2 separate regions of the Anser cygnoides genome follow, and region 1 is linked to region 2. The links are chromatin contacts, called in public Hi-C maps. All regions are on one chromosome and are shown on one strand. The core of a region is the stretch at or near the end of the contact, and the rest is flanking DNA. Distances in the headings are between cores, read along the strand shown. Region 1 has its middle 88 kb from the start of IGFBP5. Region 2 holds the start of IGFBP5 (insulin like growth factor binding protein 5).

Evidence for each region. A called contact is a pair of places that touch in the nucleus more often than the background predicts.
Region 1: a contact with region 2 is called in a Hi-C map of liver, with 3 times the contacts expected there. The contact joins the enhancer-like site here to the promoter of IGFBP5 in region 2. A contact is called at or near these places in 2 of 7 Hi-C or Micro-C datasets (both in liver).

The regions. Positions count from the first base shown.
Region 1 is chr6:31,288,239-31,295,473 of Taihu_goose_T2T_genome, forward strand. No RefSeq gene overlaps it. Among named protein-coding and RNA genes, the nearest start is that of IGFBP5, 88 kb to the left of the region's middle. Within about 2 kb of position 5,638, at least 2 of the 3 cell types and tissues checked have open chromatin away from gene starts, as enhancers often do. A contact at or near this core is called in liver, where this site is marked.
Region 2 is chr6:31,201,253-31,208,229 of Taihu_goose_T2T_genome, forward strand. IGFBP5 (insulin like growth factor binding protein 5) reads right to left here and starts at 2,619. Exons shown (of 4, transcript XM_048046987.2): 1 at 1,964-2,619. The coding sequence starts at 2,294.

The DNA of each region.
Region 1 (7,235 bases), core at 4,388-6,887, 90 kb after region 2:
GGTGTTTCTGATCCTGTGGGACTATGAGTGTCCATTGTTCACCAGAGTAAACAATGGGATTCCTATCATCGAATTTTGACTTGGCATCTACCTCTGGGGCAATTCAACTTAGGTTTTTCAAATCCTTGGCCATGGCAGGGGTGGGTGGCTGTTGTTGAAGGGACAATTGTGAGGCACAGCTGGGTTGGAGCTTGGATGTGCTGCTACAGCCCACAGAAAGAGGCTGACAGCTCTGGATGTCAGTGCATCCCTCAGCTGTAGAGAGTATTCTTGGAGAGAGACAGATCTCCTGCCCTTCAGGAGAGAGGGATCCTAAATGGCCAACTAATATGAAATGTTAAATTTTTAAATGGAGAAAGGGCAGTGTGATGAATCTCATCTGAATAGAAGATGGTCATTAACACATCATTAAAAATGCCTGGTGTCTTACAAATGCAAACAATAAAATCCTTCCAGGAGTATAAGGCTTCCCTTTCTCTTTAAATACAGCTACAAATTTTTTTTAGTACATGATGACTTTTCAATATTCGGTCTGTTTCTCTTCTCTTTCTTCACAGCTACTGCTGTTCCTCAGCTAGACAGGAGCAGGATGTTTGCTCTCTGTGTTCAACAAGCAGTGGCCCATCCTTACCTTGTCCTCAGAGCAAAGCAAATCCTTTTTTCATATCCTGACTCTTGTTTGGTGGCTCAGAGAGGACTGAAGTTTATGGCCTCACAAGGGATAATGTCATCTGGGATAAAGGTGGGTGCCTCAGCAGTTTGTGCCACTAGCCAGAAGGCACCTGGAAAGGAAGGCGGGAAATTAGGATTTGACCTCAAAAAAAGGTCATTGGGGAGAATGCAGAGCCCAAGGGCAGCAGGTTCATACCGGCTGCAATGTTTGCAGGACAGCTGATCTGTCTTGGTAGAGTGGGGTGCTGTGATCCAGTTTGAAGTCAGGGGTCTGGGCAAACTATGGTGAGAAGTACCAACCATGAATAGATAAACAAATTAATTGGTTAGTAGCCTTGATTATCTATCTGAACTATTGAGCTACAGTGCAAAGCACAGAAAAATTGTGCTGGCAATAGCACCCATTTTGCAGCCAGTTCTGCTACCAGAAAATGGTGTTATAGTGGTGTTCCTCTTTCCATCAATTCCAAGTTTATTCTGTATCCAACTACAACTAATAGCTTTCCCCTAGACAGTATTTTCTGAGCAGCAAATCTTGGTGGGACAACCATAATCCTACCAACATTAAAGCAATAGGAAGTGTGGAGGAGGGGTCCTGGAACAGCCTGGAGGAGAGTGTGCTTATGTTGGGGGACAGTGATGGGAAAGGCTTGGCTGGTTGAATTTAGTGAAATGAAGGCTGAAAAGGGTAGGATTCACTGCCACAGATACATCAGGGGACTAAATTCTGGGGAGGAAAGAGAGCTATTTAACTGTCCTACAATGCTGGCACAGGAACAGCTGGGTACAGGCTGCCCATGAATGTATCTAGACAATGTGAATAGATGGAAAACAGTAATACAAAAGTTAAAAACGAAAAACAAGCAACAACAACAAAACCCACAGACAAACTCATTTTCAGATTATAAAGTCATAGAAATGGAACTGAGAAAAGCCTCCAGAGATCTGCTCATTTTGAGCTTTTTAACCTTTGGCAATATGACAAATGCTAATGTGACCACAACACTTTTCATTTACAGCTTACTAAAAAGAAGATGATTACCTGCATGTTCCTCTTGTTGTTTTCCCCACTTGGCTGCATGTTTGCATGCGAGAACATGAATTAGTATAATTAATAATTTGCAATCATTTCACAGCCCTTCATCTAACAGTGCTTCATGGACAACTGGATGAGAAATACTGCTCTACTGCAATTCCTTGCTCCAATGCCCTGTCACAAGCATCTAAAGCATCTTTCTTTCTTGATAGACTCACAAGAGGGGTTGTGGGAATGTGGCTGCTGCTAACAGCAGGACTCAGACTTTATGATTTCTTATAACCATTGGGGCTGAAAGAATGTGAGACCTCTGAGTGCGATGGTGGTAGTGATTGAGAGCTTTAAGTCAGCCCTGCCACCAAGAAAAGAAGATGCAAGATGATCAACAGGGAGGCCAGGGAAATTTCACTGGAGCAACCTCAACTGGCTTTTGAGGGGTGCATGGGAGACCCGTGCTTGGAAGGCAGCAGGAGGGAGCTGAAAACTGAAGGGAGATCAGGGGCCATGGTTAAGGCTGGTGGACATGTAGCCCCCACCTCCTCTAATCCCCAGGCAAAAGAAGGAGCAGCAAAGCCCCTCTTTCCCATGCTGCTGAGAAACCCTGAGCCTGTGCTGGGCTGCTCTGGCTCTCTAAAACTTTCCCTGTGCCTCTTTCCTCCTTTCACTTGCTTATCTGTTTAGCAGTCACCTTTTTCCAGTGCTGGGACTGGTTTGGGCAGTGGGTACAAATAGTGCCCAACACAACCAAGCCTAGAGGTGCTACTTTCCTACAAAAAAATAACAGAAGAATCTTTATTTTGGCTTCACTTCTCTGCCTCTGCACAGGAACCTGTGTCATCAGTGGGTCTGCAGACAGGAAAGATAAAGAGCTGAGCCTTCATATTCCAAATATCTATGTATACATTCTTTCCACAGGCTGTGCAAGTACCCCAGAAAAGCTCTTTTAGGGCTTAAAGCATTACTGTTTCAGCCTACACTGTCATTTAGTTCCCTGGGTAGTAGAGAAACTGGGAGTGGAGAATGCCAGATCTGGCTTTACTTTGGCCCTACAAACATATTAGTGAGTAGTGAAAAGTCAGGGAAAAGCATAAATCTCACTGCTGCACTCCAGTGCTCTGGGAGTTTTTCAAGTCCCTCTGGAATCAAGAGGCAGTTTGCAGTTTGGAAATCCAAATGTGCTTTGCTGATGGGGCCAAATTCGGTCTTAACACAAGGCCATGGAAGTCAGGGGAGTTTCATTAGGAAAGCGTTAGGAATTGCATCTCTGCTTTAGGGGCTATATATTAGGGGAGCTGCTGAGCCAGCCTGACTTTATAAAATGTCAGAAGTAATAAAGAGCAAGCCTCGTACCAGTGTGTTTTCACTCCTCACCCTGAGATTATCAGATCACCACTGATACCAAATCATTCCTGGTAGACAACAGTAAAAATGTTTTGCTCTGCTCTGCAGTCTGCTATGGAGCATCTCAAAACCCCTGCAGATTGTTCCTGTAACTTTATCACTTTCACCGCCTAATTAGCAAATGGTATTTTAGACCTTTCACTAAACGTCAGACAGAGCACAGGACTGAGCCATATGCATTCACACCAGTGCACCCCTGGAGCATGCTCACTTCTGCACAATCCCAATATCCCACAGAAATCTCACCGGCGAGTCAAGGTGGTAGGTGGAGAAATGCACCAGGGATTTACACTGCTGCACCCTGTCAACTTCTGCATGAGCAGTGTGGGTGTGTATGCTTTAAAAATGTGTGCACACAATTTTCTCCTTCAAGCCCGTACTGACAGCTCTTGCAAAGCCTGACATGAGGACAATGCAAGAGTTCTCATGCATCATCCTACACTGAGAAAGCAGAACACCGGGCTGAGCAGCATCTGGGATTTGGGAGTGTTTTCCCATTCAGGTGGGGCTGTGCCCCACCTTGGCAGGTAGCAGCTGTCCGCAGCGTGCTCCCTTTCGTTGCACAGGCCGTGACAAACTGCTGGCCCTGCGGAGGTCAGGACCCTGGTGAACCACAGCAGAGACATCAAATGCTATTCATGGCTCCTGCAAAGCTGCTGCATCTCAGACATCCCAACTATTTTAAATTTAAAACACAGCTTTGGAAGGCACGTCTCTCCTGCAGCATTCTTCCCATTGCACCCGTGCGCACGGGCTTGGCTTTCCAAACAACAGCTCTACTGAGGGGCTAGTTTTGTTATTAATAAGATGGCTGTGTTTATGTAGTTTTAAGTGATGTTAAAATTAAAGTGAAGCTATGATTCAGCTGACTTCGAGTTTTCTCAGCTCCCTTCCTTTGCACACACAGTTTGCCCTGCACTTGTTTGCCTTGGCAGGGCCCAGGCTTAGTAGTAACAATTTCATCTTCCATTTATAGGCATCTCACACCACGCTATTCTTTTAGAGCAGAGCATTTCTCGGAGCCGAGCAAGGGGGACATGTAAAGCCAGGCACGCAAAGGCTCAGATCCTTTCAGGAGCTCAGCTTCTTCACATGAGGAATAGCTTTGTCTCTGCCCTTTGGGAAAAATAAGTAGAAAAGGAAAAAAGAAAAAAAAAAGTCCCGTCTGACTTTGGAACTTGAAAAAGCAAAGGGAAGCAGTCACAAGCCTGCAATGTTTTATGTTCACTGTACACTGCCTGGCAAGTTTCCAGGGCAAATGTAGGAAAGCTGTAAACTGGTGGAGTTGGACAAACCAGCAGAACTCTTTTTTTTTTTTTTAATTTACTTTTTTTTTTCTTTTTAGATACTTAGACTTCAAGTAACCACTGTACCAGCAGCTCTCTCTTCTGAGAGTCCGTGCTTGCTTTCCCACCCAGACTTCCCAGCACCTAAGTGTAGTGCAACCCACAGAGAGTTGTCTCTTTCCTTTTAATTACTTGCCAGCCCCTCCTGCACTTTAGCAGTGCTCAAGCGTGGAGCTTTGGGATGAGTTGTTTCTTTCCTGTTGTTGTTTTGTTTGCTTTGTTGCGCTGTATTTTGTTGTGTTTTGTTTGTCTGTTTGTTTTGTTTTTAAACTTTTTAAAATTTATCATTTAGGGGGAGTGTTGTGGCAGGGATTTGACACTCTGGGAACCAAGACCTTGGGGTATCTTTCAGCTTTGCCTTGAAGTTCCACAGAAAAGGAAAAAAACATGAATGAGATCCTGACTGCAGCAAGGCTAAGGGGCACTGCAGCTACAGCATCACCTGGTGACAGCAGCCTGCCACTTACAAAAATGAGACTTGTCCTCTGAGAGTACCACTGAGTCCCCTCTGCTTTGTCTCAGCACAAATGGAAACTTAAGCCAAACATTTTCTTGCTTTGATAAGTGAATTGCAGAGGAGGGCAGAGATGCACCTGGAAGAGGGAGCAACATCCTGTGCCTGGAGCTTGTCATGCAAGTGATAAAATGAAGTGGATGAGGAATGAAGGAGTCCTGAGTGTGGGGAGGAGATAGTTTTGCATCAGCAAAAAACTAATTACCTTTGCACTGCAAGCATCCCCCTTTTTCAGCAGGCATCCTTCCTCACCACTCTATTCCCTACCCACTGGGCCCTGAATGCTGCCAGATCCTTGTCTGAGCACTGCTTGTGAGGGGGCTCCTGGCTCCCCAGGGTGCCTTCACAGAGAGCCCCACGTCCTCCAGCAGCCCCAGGAGAGGCCTGCTCAGACAGCAACCCTCTTGCAGGATCTCAGCCTGCATGGGGGCTATGGGTGACACTCCACAGGGCTCATCATGGGCCGTATTGCTGAGCATGAGAGGACAGCCAGAGCAGCGTCTCACCTGCCTGGTCTGGCAGGACCTCCAAATTCTGACGTCTCTGTGGTCGAGTCTGGCCTCCAAACCTGCTGAGTATAGAGATCCTTGGTGAAGTGAACATGGGCTCATCCCCTCCCTTTTCATTCAACAACATGGGCTGTTCCTGCTCCCCTCAGCCCCTGGGTTGGACAGCAAAAACCACAACAGCAAGCTGTGAGATGATAGAGAAATGACCAGATTTTGCATCTATCAGGAGGACAGAAAAAGCGCAATGTTCTGGGTAGCAGCACGAGACTGGCTGGGGTCCAGATGTACAGGCAGAGCTCATGGCAGAAAGCTCCTTCCCCCACTGTTTGCTCCCGGTGACATGTCCAGCCTTAGCGTGTCTTTCTCACTAGGTGACGTTCGACTCCTATGTCTGCAAGCCTGTTGTGTGACTCCCCATTCATGTCACCTCCCTGTCCCAAATCTGCTTCCCATTTGCCAGGAACCAGATTCCCTGCTGTTTCTGGTGGACTTTCTCTGAGCTGCTCAGCCATGACCCGGGCCTGAGGCATGTTGGATGGCAGCTCGTGAATCTCACACTGCAACGACTGACCACAAACTGAAAACCTCCCAGTGAAAGACTGCTCTTTAGGAGTGTGTTATGCTCCCTTCCCAAAATTGCTAGTTACTCAGTCACTTCTGCATAAACAGGAACTTTGTCCCCAGCTTCTTTCCAAGTGCTGCAAGGCCAGCAGCTGGCGTGCTATCCTATCATCTTTAGGACAGCATCATCCCCTGAAACATTAGAAATGTGCATTGCGTCCTGGCTTTCCAGTAACCAGATTCACTTGCACTTTCACTGATGTTTTGGTCCCCGGAGTAAAACTGCCTACATTTTGCACATAATTGGCAGGCCAGCGCTGCAGCTCTCCTCTGCTCACCCCCAGCAGATGATCTGTTAGAAGCTCTGTGGGGCAGAGGCAGCAGGAATTGTGCAGTGATGAAGTCACATAGGGCCTGTTTTAATTAAAGATGCTGCTTTCCCTTTCAGACTTTGCCTTCTCTTGGCGCGGCATGCTGAGGGATAGGGTGGGGGACAGACTCTGTCCCTGCTTCAGAGACCTGCAGCAGAAGGTACCCAGCTGCTCGCCAGAGCTGTGATGGTCCCTAACCTAGTGCCCTGGAGCTGCTGCTTGCTGTGAATCCTGGATGCTCTTTTGCTTCTGTAAAAGGTGGGCCTGAAGGCTGAGGACCACTCTCTGCATGCAGGATGGGTCCTGGGGGTCCCTCGCCATGCCCTGTCAGCAGCCCTGCCTCTCCAAAGCACATCTTGCAAAGCATACACTGCCACCTCAGACAGCTGCCCTCTTGCTTTTTGTCTGGGATGCTGTTACTCTTTAGGGATTTGGGGGGCAGAAAAATGCCTGATGCAGTTCAGAAGTTACTTCCCAGGGATATTTCTTAGCAGCTCTGAAGTTATGTGCAGCAGTTCAATGCATTCTCTTTCTACGTGTCTGGAATAGGTATGTTCCCTGTGTCTGGTTCATTTTGTCTGAGACAAGGGCATGGGGCCCTTAGGTGGGTTAATTTATAATTCCTAACCTAGGTGCTGCTAGTGGCCTGGATCATTCCCTTAATCTTTTAGCATAGGAGAACGGGATAATGAAAGTCTCCTTCTGCAGCAAGTTTCAGAGGGTGGTCTGGGTTGCTCACCTGGAGCTGTTGGCATCCTCTTCACATCAGGGAGAAATGGCACAAAATATTCTTGAAGGCTGTGTAATTTCAGAGGTCAGAGAACA
Region 2 (6,977 bases), core at 1,369-3,868:
CCTGGGCTCCCGCACGGGGCAGCAGCTCCCGGCTTCCCCCTCTGCTCCCCACGCACCCCACGCACCTCCCCTCCCGGCCCTCACCCCATCCAGCTCCCTTGCAGAAGGCCCAGCTCTGTTTTGCTGTTTCTGGCCACTTTTAGGGGAGGGCCGGACAGTTTTGGTCATTTGGAGGGGGGAAAGTTATACGTCAATGTATATACGTGCCCACAGAAATTGGTTTTGCTCTGAAGGATGGAGCGCGACAGCATGACCGCTGCCTGCAAGCAGCAAAGGGGAAAAATAATAAAAGCACCAGGATTTATTAGGTGCTGGAAAGGAGAAACGGATTCCCATTGCGCCGGTATAAGCAGGAGCTTGCTAACAAGCTAAAATGACATTTTCCTGAACCAAAAAAAAAAGGGGGGGGGGGGAGCTTGGTTCTGTTTTCTTTCTTTTTTTTTTTTTTTCCAAAGTGCTTTCCTAGGTCCCCTGGACTCGCAGACCCCCCCCCCTGCCTCCCCTGCATGCCATGGCAGAAGGACAGAAGCTTTTGGAGGAGCAGAGGGGACCTGTCCCTGTCCCAGCCGCAGGACCCAGAAGTGGGAGTTAACCGAGCGGCCAAGCGAAGGAGCGCTTTCTGCCGTGCTTTTGTCACGTGCAAGGTGCAAGCAGTTCAGAAGCTTGGCTTAGCGCTGCTGCTACCGCGCCAGCCCTCGTGCTGGCTTTTAATGCCTTCTGTCTGACCGTCAGCGACACCGCCGCTCGTTTCTGCATCCACAGCCTCCCTGCTCCTAATGCACCTGCTCTCCTCACCTCCCAGCGCTAAAACCCGTTGCCCAACAAAGAGGTCCAGCAGCAGGCAGCCAGGAGGGGCAGGCGGCCGCAGCCACAAGAAGGAGGGAGGCTGAGCGATAAACCCGGGGGGAGCTGAGGGTTTTGGGGATGGGGCAGGTGCCCTGCCCAGAAGGACCCTTTTATCTCAAGTGCAGAGCCCAGCTTGAGCCCCAGAGCAAAGCGGAGAGAAAGGGGGTCCTGGAGAGGGCGAGGATGGGGATGCAGGAGAGATGTAAAGGATGCAACTGGAGAAGGACCGCGATGCAGCTGGGACCAGGAACAAGTTTCTGGGAGGTGGGGGAAGAAAACTTCTCTGCCGGGGATGGGACAACCCAGTGGGGATGGATGGGGGGGTGTGAGATGATGCAACGGGAGGTTCAACCGGGGCGCGGATGGGAAGAAGGACTGGAGAGGCGGTGGGGGGCACGGGTGGGCAGCTGAGGGAATGGAAGGGCAGCCGCAGAGATGGCAAAGCAGCTGGGCAGGTGGAAGGGCAGCTGGAAAAGCGGGAAAGCAATAGGGGGGTGGCAGAGCAGCCAGGGGAAGTGGTGGCGGTGGAGAAGCAGCTGGAAAGACGGGGGCTTGGAAAAGCAGGGGGTGGAGGGGCAGGGAGAGGAAGGAAGGGGGAAATAGCCGGAAGGATGGAAAAGCAGCCGGGGTGGGTGCGTGCGTGAGGGAGAAGTCAGGTGGAAAGACGGAAAAGTAGCTGGGAAGATGGACAAGCAGCTGGTGGTGGCGGAGGGGAATGGAAGAGCAGCCGGAAAGGCTGAAAAGCGAACGGGGGGAGGGGAAACGGAAGAGCAGCCGGGGACGGAAAAGCGGGGCCGAAAGATGGAAAAGCAGCCGGCGGGGAGGAAAAGCAAGCGGGGGCGCGGAAGAGCACCTGGACCGCTGCAAAACGCAGCCGGCGAGCTGGGGGAGCGGGGACAGGGAAAAAAAAAGAGCCCGGGGGGAGTGGGGGGGGGTGGGGGGGGAGAGGAAAAGCAAGCGGAGAGCTGGGGGGGGGGAGGCGGCAAGGCGGAAAAAGCAGGCGGCGGGGCAGGGAAACGCACCCGGGACCGGGGGATTAAAAAAAAAAAATAAATAAATAAAAAAGACGGAAAGGAGGAAAGGGAGCGAAGGAGGCGGCCGGCCGCGGGGCACTCACCGGCCTTGGCTTGCTCGCGGTAGCTCTTCTCGCTCAGGCAGACGGCGGTGCCGTGGAGCAGGGCGTGCAGCGGCTTCTCCTCGCCCTGCCGGGGGAGGCAGCGGAGCCCCCGGGCGCAGCGCTCGGTGTAGACGCCGCAGGGCTGCCCGGCGGGCAGGGCGCAGGTGAGGCAGCAGCCGCAGCCCGGCTCCTTCACCAGCTCGCAGCCCAGGGGAGGCGGAGGGCAGAGGGACAGCGCCTTGCCGTCGCAAGGCTCGCACTGCACGAAGGAGCCCAGGCACCGCGACAGCCCCGGGCAGGCGCCCAGCAGCACCAGGAGCCGCAGCAGCATCGCGCCGGGGGGATGCTGCGGGACGGGGAGCGGGGGCGGGCGGAGCTCGCTTACCCGCTCGGGCCCCCTCCGGGGGGCTCGGAGGTGGTGGTGGGGGGGGTGTTGTGGGGTCGGGGGGGGAGCGGAGAAAATCGGCGAATTCAAAAAAGAAAAAGGGCGGAAAGCGCAGCCCCCGCTTGCCGGCGCCCCAGGCTTAGGGGGGTTATTGGCGGGGTGCGGGAGCCTCCCGCTTTGCTTTTGGCTGCGGGAGGGGGGGGGGGCGGCTAGGTTTGCTTTGGGGCTTTTTGTCTTTCTTGCTTTTTCTCCTCCTGCCGGCTTTTTTTTTTTTTTCCTTTTCTTTTCCTTTTCTTTTTTTTTTTTTTTCGCCTCGAAAGGGGGGATTCTCACCGCGATCTGCGGGAGCGCAAAAAAGAGAGGGGGGTGGGAAAGGGAGAGGGGAGGGGGGGGGGGGGAAAGGGAGAGAAGCGTGCGGGGGCTGCACGGGGGGCTGCAGCCCACAGGTTGCGGGGGGAGCCGGGGGAGGGGGTGGGGGGGGGACGGCGACTTCACGCACTCACTCACACGCACACGCACACTCTTCCCAAAGGGCTGGGAGGAGGCAGGTTGGGAAGGGAGCAAAGTTCCTTGAAAACCAGTGTCCTGCTCTTATTGCATCAAAGCAGCCAGGAGAAAAATAGTAATAATAATAAAAAATAATAATTAATAATAATAAAAAAAGAAAGCCCCGCAGGAGAAGGAAGGGGGGATGCAAAGCTCCCCTTCCCTCCCCCTTTCTTCTGCAGGAGGAGAAAAAGTCTCTCCCGACGCAGCGAGCTGCTGGGAAGCTTGGTATGAAGCAAAGTTGTGTTTCGATCGGCTCTGTTCAACCTCCCGCTTTCCTCTTCCAAGATTTGCAAAGGCAAAAAAAAAAATAAAAAATAATAAAACAGTGGGAAAAAAAAGCCCCCCAAAAAGGCAAAAAATAAAAAGAAAAGGCAAAAAAAAAAAAAAAAAAAAGTTTTCTGCAAAATTAGAGTGGTTGCTTGCAAAGTCTGCAGAGGAGCGGTAAAAACGGGGGGGAAGGAAGGGGGAAAAAAAAATGAGAAAAGAGGAAAAAAAAAAAAATCCACTTTGTAGATCTCCCAACACTTTTCCCCTGGAGAAGTTTCTAAAGAGACTGAATACTGCAGAACAGGCTGTCTTTTAAATAGACTGCCCCTGGCTGCCTGCCAGCCCCTAGCTGCAATTTGAGATCCCAATGACACCTCAGCTTGACTGGGTGCCAGCAGCCAGGGCCCTATCAGTGCACACTCGAGCCGGTGGGGGTGGGGTGCGCAGCTTCTGACTTCTGGGCTTCAAACCCCGGGCAGTGATCAAGGATAATATTATGAGGAGAGACAAGGGGAGGAGGAGGGGGAAGGGGAAGGCGAGGATGGGGAGGGGAAAGACAGGGGAAGAGAAGGAAAAAAAAAAAAAAAAAGAAAGAAAAAAGTTGAGATCTTCACGGTTTAAAAAAAAAAATTAAAAAAAAAAGGATAGAAGGAGAAAAGTGGTTGCAATTGGGTTGCGAGGCAGTTTGGGCTGCGGGGAGCCCGGGAGGGAGAGGTCAGGGTGCTGAGTTTGGGGAGGGAAGAGGGGGGTGCATTAGTAGGGCCTGATCCTGCTGCTCTCAGTCTCGCTTGGGGTGGAGACCCCCGTGCCCTGCCCGGGTGGCTGAGGACCCTCGGCGAGGGGGGAGCGGGTGCGTGCACCCCACCATCAGCTCCAAAGGTGAGATTGGCAGGGAGATGGCTGGGTGGGTGCCAGGGAGCTGCTCTCGCCCACCCTGCTCCCAGGAGGAGCCTTTGTGTGTGTGGCGTGCCCAGCTCTCCTCTCCCACCCGCCCCAGCCTGGGCGAGGGGTGAAAAGGCAGGGGGGGCTTTTCCCAGTGCCAGGCTGTGCCCCTGACACCCCCAAACAGCAAGGGTTAACGCGTCCGGACAGGGAGCAGGAGGGAGGGCTGGGCTGCTTGTAAGAACTGTGTTAGATTCCTCTTTGGAAAAGTTCGCTGTTGCTCAGGGCATGCCAGAAAACAAGGGGAATTTTGCCATGCGAAGTCCAATTTGCACGTTTTAGCTCATTCTTCTTCTGCCTCTCGCCCTGCACAAAAGTGTGTGTGTGTGGGGGGGGAGAAGTTTAAAAATAAAATAAAAAAAAGACTTTGCAGTGCTCATCCTCTGTCCTGGACAGCTTGCGGTTTGCTGCCTTTTGTTCCACCGCTGCATTCCTCAGCGTTACAGCTCTCCGGGCCCTGGTCCTTCGCACTTGCCTCCCTCAGTGCTCATTCATTGCTAGGAGTGGGGAAGCTGGAAGCGTGGCAAAGGGAATCTCCGAAATTGCCTCGTGCAGCCCGGTGGCCAGCCCAGGCAGCTGTGCGCAGGGATGTTACACCTGGAGGAGCGGCTGGGAGATCGCTCCCCAGCACAAGCCCACGGTTATCTACCGGGGAAACTGGAAGGCATCAGGCAATTCTGGGCGAGGTTCACGGGCAATTCAAGTCACCCCCCCCCTTCCACACATGCACACGCTCCTCCAGAGCCTCATATTCCCCAGGTTTCTTTTTAGATCAGGCAGCTATGCAGCTGCATTGCATGGATTTTGCCACTAGAATGCACCCTTATCTATGGTAAGAGGACGGGTGCTTGCTTAAAAACATTAACTCTTTCTTCACCAAAATTTCCCCGCTTAAGACTTTTTTTTTTTTTTTTTTTTTTTTGCACATCTCAGGTGTTCCTTGTTTTACTGCCTTCCTACCCCACGGGAGCTCTGCAGTAAGGATCAGCTCCCTGCCGTCCTTTTTTGACCCCCCTCTTTTCAAAAAAGGAGGCCACATTTCTGAACTTTTTTTTCTCTTTCTCTCAGCCAGCAGGTTTTCCAGAGGTTTTATTTGATCATACCTGAATCTCTGCTTAGATCCCAGTTAACTGCTGCAAAATAGGCACCCTAAGGTAAGAAAAGCAAACCCTTTGGATTTTATCTAGAAGCATTATTAAATGGTTTCTCCAGTTGACACTTATGACTTTTACAGCATATTAATTGCATCCTGCTGCTGATTTTTATGAGGCTCTGCTGCTGGTCTGACTGGGTGCCTTGCAGAAAATAGCACCGGGCAGAGGAGCACTCCTCACCTGGAGATTTGGAGATTTTTTTTTTGTCACTTTGCGACAGGGCAGGAGAGAATTGGCTTTCCTTTTTCTCTCCGCCACCCTGTAAGAAACAGAGTTTACCGAATAATTTCTGCTGCGGAGACTGCAAGAGCATGGAGAGGGGTGGCGGGGAGTTTTCCCTCCCACTCCAGGCTGCAGGACACGAAGCGGCGAGGCGTGTAGGGAGCTGCCTTCATGCAGCCCAGCTGCAAGCCCTGGCACAGGAGAATTGGGCACGGTTGGATCGCTACAGGGCAGGGATCCTGTGAGGCAGCCCCAGGGAAGCTGCCCTAATTTCGGGCTGCCTGGGAGCTGTCTCCCGGGCTTTCAGAGCAGGCCACATCCAAGTGGTGTGAAGTTGTCCTGAGGCCACCCTCGCTTCCCTCCTACGCTGAGTTGCGAGGCTGTGCCGGGACCTTCATCCATCACAGTGCACCTGGAAACTCTGTCAGACGCTCAACCAGGGGAAGGTAAAGTTTTAGCCATGAGACGTGCCCTGATAACAGGTTTTCTGCCAAAATATTTAAGTGGCCTTAACCATGAGGATCCATACTGCTGAGCCCACGGGTAGGGATGGAGTTGCAGATGAACGCTTGGTGTGTGCCGTCATGCTCCTCACAAGGGCTGGCTTCTTGACATTGGTGCTGATGCTCCAAAAAAACCCACTGCCCTGGGAACAAAAGACAGCAATGGGGCAGTGTACGGCTGGTCACGAGCTGTAACAGAGCCCACAGCTCATGAAGATTTCATTTCTCCTGGCTTTTTCTCTTCCAGGGGAGGTCACAATGATGTTTTATGTTTAAAAGACATGCTTTCTTATTTTGGGGGAATGAACAAGAGGAAACCAAGGTTTCTGTTAGTGTCTGCTAATATACTTCATTGCTATGGCCTCTATTTGTTACATATAGCTCCTTCTTGGAAAAAAAAAAAGAAAAAAGAAAAAAGAAGAGAAGTAGTCATTTGGAAAAGAGTTACCATTCTTTATATCTCAGATACGTCACACTTCATTATGATACTCTCTGTAATGTGCAAAAGCACTGACTTTCCTGGGCATGATAATGAAGATGAAACATGTGCTTTAATCAGTTTGGGCTAATCTGTGTGTTTTGGAGGCACTCAGAACATCAAACAAGTTCAGGCAATCTAGAAAGATTAAGGGCTGAATCACAGATACATGAATGAGATTTTTTTTTCTTCTCCCTCCAAAACCACTGTCCAGTTGGTGTAGATCTGAAACTCATTAGGAAAATAATGCTTATACAGGAGATTTTTTTTTTCATGTGCAATTATTAAAAAACACCAACAGGTTGTGAAATCAGGTGCCTCAAGCATCATTACGAAAAGAGCCGATATTTCATCCTTGGTGTAAAAAATCCCAGAGGGCAAAATGACAAGTGACAAAAGTGGAACCGATGGGGCAAGCCTTGGGGAGAAGCACAAAAAGGGAAGATGGGCAACAGCAGGCAGTGCAGATACCAACATGCTACTTCACTTCGCATGGAGACCGGGTTGAGAGTCA